Regions from separate parts of the Macaca mulatta genome. Here all the other regions are linked to region 3. The links are chromatin contacts, called in public Hi-C maps. All regions are on one chromosome and are shown on one strand. The core of a region is the stretch at or near the end of the contact, and the rest is flanking DNA. Distances in the headings are between cores, read along the strand shown.

What was found. Hi-C and Micro-C count contacts between places; a contact is called where the count stands out from the background.
Region 1: a contact with region 3 is called in a Hi-C map of fetal cortex germinal zone, with 2.9 times the contacts expected there. The contact joins the promoter of NPAS1 here to the promoter of ZC3H4 in region 3. A contact is called at or near these places in 2 of 14 Hi-C or Micro-C datasets (fetal cortex germinal zone and fetal cortical plate).
Region 2: a Hi-C map of fetal cortex germinal zone shows a contact between it and region 3, with 2.8 times the contacts expected there. The contact joins the promoter of TMEM160 here to the promoter of ZC3H4 in region 3. A contact is called at or near these places in 3 of 14 Hi-C or Micro-C datasets (cortical neurons, fetal cortex germinal zone and liver).

Annotation. Positions count from the first base shown.
Region 1 is chr19:59,488,232-59,490,931 of T2T-MMU8v2.0, forward strand. It overlaps NPAS1 (neuronal PAS domain protein 1), which reads left to right and starts at 1,267. Exons shown (of 13, transcript XM_077980601.1): 1 at 1,267-1,437.
Region 2 is chr19:59,527,246-59,529,945 of T2T-MMU8v2.0, forward strand. It overlaps TMEM160 (transmembrane protein 160), which reads right to left and starts at 1,301. Exons shown (of 3, transcript NM_001266299.2): 1 at 1,085-1,301. The coding sequence starts at 1,292.
Region 3 is chr19:59,594,352-59,597,051 of T2T-MMU8v2.0, forward strand. It overlaps ZC3H4 (zinc finger CCCH-type containing 4), which reads right to left and starts at 1,361. Exons shown (of 14, transcript XM_077980466.1): 1 at 907-1,361. The coding sequence starts at 1,047.

The DNA of each region.
Region 1 (2,700 bases), core at 17-2,516, 110 kb before region 3:
TCTTTAAAAATTAGCTGAACAGGCCAGGCGCAGTGGCTTACACCTATAATCCCAGCATTTTTGGGAGGCCGAGGCGGGTGGATCACCTGAGTTCAGGAGTTCAAGAGCAGCCTGGCCAACATGGCAAAACCCTGTCTCAACTTAAAATACAAAGATTAGCCAGGTGTGGTGGCACATGCCTGTAGTTCCAGCTACTCAGGAGGCTGAGGCAGAAGAATCACTTGAACCTGAGAGGTGGAGGCTGCAGTGAGCCAAGATCGCGCCACTGCACTCCACCCTGGGCGACAGAGCAAGACTCCATCTCAAAAAAAAAAAAAAAAAAGAAAAAAGGCCAGGCGCGGCGGCCTACACCTATAATCCCAGCACTTTGGGAGGCCAAGGCGGGTGGATCACCTCAGGTCAGAAGTTCAAGACCAGCCTGACCAACATGGTGAAACCCCGTCTCTACTAAAAACACAAAATTAGCCGGGCATGGTGGTACATGCCTGTAATCCCAGCTACTTGGGAGGCTGAGGCAGAAGAATCGCTTGAACCCAGGAAGCAGAGGTTGCAGTGAGCCAAGATTGTGCCATTGCACTCCAGCCTGAGCAACAAGAGGGAAACTCCTTCTCGAAAAAATAATTAGCTGGACATGGCGGCGCGTTCCTGTAGTCCCGGCTACTCAGGAGGTCGATGTGGGAGGATCGCAGCAGGCTGAGGCCGCATTGAGCCAAGATTGTGCCGCTGCACTCCAGCATGGGTGACAGAGTGAGACCCCATCTCAAAATCAATAAATAAAAATCTTTTGGGCCAGGCATGATGGCTTATGCCTATAATCCTAGCACTTTGGGAGGCTGAGGCAAGTGGATCACCTGAGGTCAGGAGTTTGAGACCAGCCTGACCAACATGGAGAAACCCCCGTCTCTACTAAAAATACAAAATGCCAGGTGTATTGGGGCATGCCTGTAATCCCAGCTGCTCAGGAGACTGAGGCAGGAGAATTGCTTGAACCCGGGAGGCGGAGATTGCGGTGAGCGGAGATCGCGCCATTGCACTCCAGCCTGGGCAATAAGAGCAAAACTCCGTCTCAAAAAATAAAAATAAAAAAAGAGTCTTGTTTAAAAAATCAAAATTAGTTCAAAAAAAAAATCAATGATGAACAAACTATCAACATTTTAAATAAAGACGATTCAGTAACAGTGTCAAGTGAGTGGAGCCTGAGGCTAAAGGAGAAATCAGTTAAGACTGGCTCTGGATTCTGGGAGTTCAGCAAGGAGGTGACTGCGATAGTCCAGGAGTGAAACGATGGCGGATTAGACCAGAGAAGGACGGTGGTAGTGGAAAGAACGGGGAATTGCAGGTATCTTGAAGGTCAAGGCGACAGAATTTGTTGAAGATGGCATGAGACTGGGGGAGAGAGAAGGTGCAGATGATGCCAGGGTTGCCGCATACGACAGTGTGAGTATCTGATTATCCGCTGTCTTCCCCACTCTCCTGTGAAACCTACGAGGGCAGGAGCTGTGCTCCTCAAGCCACAGCCAGCACCCAGCACTCGCTCCCGGGCTCCAGGCCAACTGCCCTAGTGGAGAATGCGCTGTGTTACTCCATGCGGCCACCAGGGGTCAGCAGAGCGCCGCCCTGCCGAGCCATGGCCATCCCGGGAAGAGAATTAAAGCCCGGATGGCGACTTTTTAGGAAGAAGGCCAGATTAGAAGGAGAAGCAGCAGGCACTGCTGAGGAGGAGACGGGTTTTGAGAAAAAAGGCTGGAAGCGAAGTGTCCCAGGAGCTGGCCAAAAAGCAGGTGAATGAGCTGCTGTTTCTGTCATTGCATCCGTCCACCCATTTATTCCACCATTCAGTCACAGGCCACTCAGGGCCTTGCAGGGCCAGGTGAGAAGCTCAAAGTGTATCCTGAGGGCACTGGGGAGACCAGACTGGGTCCGATTTGCAGGAGCTGAGAGGAGGGAAGAAAGTAGGGATTCAGGACATGCAAGCTCACGGCTAACCTGCCTCCCAGGTGGGCCTGAAGAGCATGCAGTTAACATAAATGTTAGCAAAACAAATAATATTGGCCGGGCACGGAGGCTCACACCTGTAATCCTAGTGCTTTGGGAGGCTGAGGTGGGAGGATTGCTTGAGGCCAGGAGTTCAAGGCTGCAGTGAGCAACGACTGTGCTATGCACTCCAGTCTGGGAGACAGAGCAAGACCCCATCTCTACAAAATATACAAAAAGTTAGTCAGGCGTAGTAGCACACACCTGTGGTCCCAGCTACTTAGGAGGCTGACATGGGAGGATCACCCGAGTCCAGGAGGTAGAGGCTGCAGTGAGCCATGATCACATCACTGCACTCCAGCCTGGGTGAAAGAGTGAGACCCTGCTTAAAAAAAAAAAAAAAGGATTCCAATAATATTAAATTAATAAAGGCTAAAACTCACTGGACCCTTACGAGGTAGCAGGTCTTGTTTTAATGTTTTCACCATCAATTTTCTTTTTTTTTTTTTTTTTGAGACAGAGTCTTGCTCTGCCACCCAGACTGGAGTGCAGTGGTGCGATCTCTGCTCACTGCAACCTCTATCTCCCAGGTTCAAGTGGTTCTCCTGCCTCAGCCTCCTGAGTAACTAGGATTACAGGCATCTGCCACCATGCCTGGCTAATTTTTGTAATTTTTTTAGTAGAAATGGGGTTTCACCGTGTTGACCAGGCTGGTGTTGAACTTCT
Region 2 (2,700 bases), core at 51-2,550, 67 kb before region 3:
TCAGACCAGCCTGGGCAACAAAGCGAGACCCCGTCTCTGCATAAATTAAAATAGTTGGGCACGGTGGTGTATGCCTGTAGCGCCAGCTAAGCAGGAGGCTGAGGCAAGAGGATGACTTGAGTCCAGGAGTTGAAGGCTGCAGTGGGCTAAAATTGTGCCACTGCACTCAAGCCTGGGTGACAGAGCAAAACATTGTCATTAAAAAAATAAAATTGGCCGGGCGCGGTGGCTCAAGCCTGTAATCCCAGCACTTTGGGAGGCCGAGACGGGCGGATCACGAGGTTAGGAGATCGAGACCATCCTGGCTAACACGGTGAAACCCCGTCTCTACTAAAAAATACAAAAAACTAGCCGGGCGAGGTGGCGGGCGCCTGTAGTCACAGCTACTTGAGAGGCTGAGGCAGGAGAATGGCGTAAACCCGGGAGGCGGAGCTTGCAGTGAGCTGAGATCCGGCCACTGCACTCCAGCCCCGATGACAGAGCGAGACTCCGTCTCAAAAAAATAAATTAATTAAATTAAATTAAATTAAATTAAATTAAAAAAAAAAATAGATGGCCACTCCGCTACATTCTGGACCTCGCCTCCGTCACAAGCCCCGCCCCCTGCAGCCTAGATCACCTCCCCCTCCAATCAGCAGAGAGCTTTTTCCCTATTGGTTGTCCCCTCCTCCAATCCTGAACTTCCCCCTCGTCTGCGGGGATCCACACTCCCGCTCTCTGCACAGTGGTGGCCTCTGTAATCGGGACGGACCCCTCTAGTACCCAACTCCACAGACTCTAAGCTTTCCCTGGAAGCCCCTCTTCACACGACAGGCGCGATTCTACGAGGCTGCCTCGCGCAACCCTACCACCCCCTCCAATCCCTACGGCGCCCCGTTACGCGGGGTCCTCGTCCTCCCCGAAAGCCCATCCTCTCTGCGGGCACCTGCGCTCTTGCACTCTGCGCTTCCGTGCGCTCACACTGAAGCCCTTCTCGGAGCCGAGCCCGGGCCCCGTTTCCTGCAGAAGCCTCCGCCCCATCGAGGTTCCACGCGCGCCCGGGACCCCCGTCCCATCCACGCCGCCCCCACCTCCAGCCACCGACCTGTCTCGTGCGCCTTTCGGAGGAGCCAGGCGTCCGCACGGTCCAGCTCGGACACTGGGGGCGGCGAAGCCCCGGCGCGGGGACCGTGGCCGGGGGCGAAGGACCCCCGGGCGCCCCCGCTCCGGGGCCGCTGAGGCGGCAGTAGCGACCTCCGGAAGCGGAGACGGGCGAGGCGAGCGGCCCGAGCCCACCACCAGCCGCCTCCCATGGTTCGCACTACGGGCGCCGCGCGCCGTACCGCCCCACGGGCCTCCTGTAGGTTGCAACCCATGTCACTCAGGCTGAATGGCTTACCCATTGGCTATGCGCTCGCCACTCAGTTTCGGCGTGAACTGTCCATTGGTCGGAATGGTAGTGATTCCCTCCTCTGTCATCTAGGCCGGTAGTGCGCGTCCCTCCTTGATTTTGTCACTGGACTACGAATCCCAGCGATCATTGCGTTCGGGGAAAGACGATCTACAGAAGTCGTAGGCGAGATGTCTGCTGGAACTTGTAGTTTTTATTCTATTTTTTTTTTTTTAACGGAGTACACGCTGAACACCTATTGTAGTTCTTTTCTTTTCCTTTCTCTCTCTCTATTTCTTTCCTTCCTTCCTTCTTTCTTTCTCTTTCCTTCCTTCTCTTTCTTCTTTCTCTCCTTCCTTCCCTCCTTCCTTCCTTCCTTCCTTCCTTCTCTTTCTTCTTTCTTTTTCTCCTTCCTTCCCTCCTTCCTTCCTTCCTTTCCTCCCTCTTCTTTTCTCTTTTCTTTTCTTCTTTTTTTTTCTTCGGAGACTGAGTCTTGCTCTGTCGCCCAGGCTGCAGTGCAGTGGCGTGATCTCGGCTCACTGCAACCTCCGCCTCTCGGGTTCAAGCAATTCTCCGGCCTCAGCCTCCCGCATAGCTGGGATTAGAGGCACCTGCCATCACGCCCGGCTAATTTTTGTATTTTTAGTAAAGACGGGGTTTCACCATGTTGGTCAGGCTGGTCTCAAACTCCTGACCTCATGATCTGACCGCTTCAGCCTCCCAAAGCACTGGGGTTACAGGCGTGAGCCACCGCACCCGGCCTGTAGTTTGTATTAATTACGTCAATTCCAATGGCCAGAAAACAAAACAAAACGTGGGGCACTTAATGGAGAATCTTTGCAAAATCTTGAAGATCTCAGAAAGGAGAGTAAACCTCAACAGTAATTCCACCAATGAGTGATTACTACTACCATCTTGTATTCCTGTCCAGTGTTTTTTCTATGCAGATATAAAATAAGATGCCACCTGACCATTAATTTTTCTTCACATAACAATATATTGTGATCATTAACCCAAAGCATTGATTTTTTATGGCTTTTTTTTTTTTTTTAATTCTAAGTATCAGGCCAGGCCAGGCGCAGTGGCTCACGCCTGTAATCTCAACACATTTTGGGAGGCTGAGGCAGGCAGATCATTTGAGGTCAGGAGTTTGAGACCAGCCTGGTGAAACCCTGTCTCTACTACAAATACAAAAATTATGGCCTGGCATAGTGGCTCACGCCTAAAGTGAGGCCAAGGTGGGTGGGTCACCTGAGGTCAGGAATTCGAGACCAGCCTGGCCAACATGGTGAAACCCCATCTCTACTAAAGATACAAAAAATTAGCCGGGC
Region 3 (2,700 bases), core at 111-2,610:
GGCGAGAGCCCCCCCCCCACGCACCCCCGCGGGCCCGGGGGCGGGAGACCCGGGAGACTCGGACACTGGTGGGTGGTTGGGTGTAATTAGCGCGGGCCGCGCGCGATGGAGCAAGCGAAGGGTAAGGGGAGAAGAGGAGAGCCAGCGAAGGGGGTGGAAGGGTTAAAAAGAAAAAAAGGATTGAAGGGAGAGAGGGAACGGGCCGCGGAGACGGGCCGACTGTCTCCCTTGTCTGCCCGCCACTGGTCTCCCGGCTGCCCGGCCCCCGCCGCAATCAGGAATTGACACAAAATGGCGGCTCGGCCCGGACCAGCCTAGAGGCTGAGGCGGGAGGAAGGGTGAGGTGGGAGGGGGAACTGAGAGGCGGAGGCGGAGGCCGCGTCACGTGCGGGAGAGGGGTAGAGACCGCTTGCCTGAGGGCCGGCGGAAAGAACCGAAGGCAAAGGGTGAGTCCGAGGGGAGGCGGAAATAGCCGAAAAGAGCTGAGCAGGAGACAGGAGGCGACGGGGGAGAGCCGAAAAGAGCCGAAGCTGGTGATGGGGTGGGGCTAGAGAGAGCATGAGAAACCTAGGGGAGCCAGAAATAGCCTAAGCCGATTGGGACCGGGGAAGGAGGAGAAATTGAGATGGTCCGGAAAGAGCCGAAGGCGGTGTCTGGGTGGGTGGCAGGAGGTGGAAACAGCCGAAAGAAAAGCAGCCAGGGTAATGCGATTAAGAGAATGAGCTGAACGGGCGGGGCTGGAGCGGCGATTAATTAAGAGAATAAACGACTTTCAGGAATTCGCCCGAGAGCAAGAGGGAAGAACCGAAAATTGCTAGTTTGAAGGAAGGCGGGAAGAGCCGATAGTTTTAGGTGGGAGGATGGGAGGGAAGGAATTCAAGCTACGGAGAGAAAAAAAAAAATAACCGAAAGCTGGAGGCCAGGTGCCGAGAGTCGGAGGTTTCCGGAGAAGCGATGAAGCCCAGCCAGCCCGGAGGTGACGTCACTCGACAACTCAGTCGATGACGTCATCCTTGCAGGAGAGAGGGGCGGGGCTTGGTAGTCCATCAGGGGAGTTTAAGGACCTGGGGTGTAGGAGGACCCAGAGAAGGCTCACAAATAGCGGAGATAGAAACACTGGCCGGTGTCATAGGCTGTGTACAAACAAAATCTTTTGACTCTCATAACCGTCCTAAAATAAGCTGCTGCAATTCCCATTTGCAGACTGAAGTTAGGTGTTTTAAGTAATTGGTTCAACGTCATAGGATTAGTGCTAAAGAGCACAGCAAGACTTTTTTGTTGTTGTTGTTGTTTTTAAGACACAGTCTCGCTTTGTCGCCCAGACTGGAGTGTAGTGGCGCGATCTCGGCTCACTGCAAGCTCCGCCTCTGGGTTCACGCCATTCTCCTGCCTCAGCCTCCCGAGAAGTTGGGACTACAGGCGCCCGCCACCACGCTCGGCTAATTTTGTGTGTGTGTGTGTGTGTGTGTTTTAGTAGAGACGGGGTTTCACCGTGTTAGCCAGGGTGGTTCTCGATTTCTTGACCTCATGACCTTCCCTCCTCGGCCTCCCAAAGTGCTGGGATTACAGGCGAAAGCCACCGCACCCGGCCTTTTTTTTTTTTTTTTTTTTTAAGAGACAGAGTCTTGCTCTGTCGCCCAGACTGCAGTGCTGTGACACGATCATACGTCCCTCTAACCTCGAATCCAGGGATCTTCCTTAAATACTTTTGTTAGCTCTTTCTACAGTGCCAGTCCCTGTGATGGACTATGGGAACAGTTTCTGTCTTCATGGAACTTAACCGACAATGCCCCGAGAGAGAAACAGAGTTAAAGAATAAAGGGGGTGGGTGGAGTGTTAGAGGAGAGTCTTGAAATTGCTCTTTAGGCTGGTATATGAAAAAGAAGAGCTGGTTCCAAGCAGAAGAAATACCTTATTTCAGGCGGGGCGATGTTGCTCACGCCTGTACTCCTAGCATTTTGGGAGGCCGAGGCGGGCGGATCGCTCGCTTGAGCTCGGGAGTTGGAGACTAGCCTGACCAACATAGTAAAATCCCTTCTCTCCTAAAAATACAAAAATTAGCAGTACATGATGGCTCACACCTGTAGTCCCAGCTACTTGGGATGTTGAAAAGGGAGAATCGCCTGAGCCGGGGAGGTCGTGAGGCTGCAGTGAGCTGAGATTATACCACTGCACTCCAGCCCGGACGACAGAGTGAGACTCTCGTTTCAAAAAACAAAAAAAAGAAAAGAATACCTTATTTCAGGCCCTGACAAAGCAAAGACCACTTAGATTCCAGGAAGAGAGAAAAACCTCGTCAAGATTGATAAAGCTGGAGACAGAGGCACCATGTGACTTCCTGGTATATTGATCCTACTATTTTTTAAATGTTCCAGCTGGCAGCAGGGCGTGGTGGCACATACCCATAATCCCAACACTTTGGGAGGCCGAGGCTGGCAGATCACTTGAGGTCAGGAGTTTGAGACAGCCTGGCCAATGGGACGAAACCCATACAAAAAATTAGCCAGGCATGGTGTGGCGCGCCTGTAATCCCAGCTACTCGGGAGACTGAGGCAGGAGAATTGCTTGAACCTAGGGGGTAAAGGCTGCAGTGAGCCAAGATGGCACCACTGCACTCCAACCTGGGTGACAGAGCGACACTCCATATCAATAAAAAAATAAATAAATAGAGCCAGGCATGGTGGCTCACGCCTGTAATCC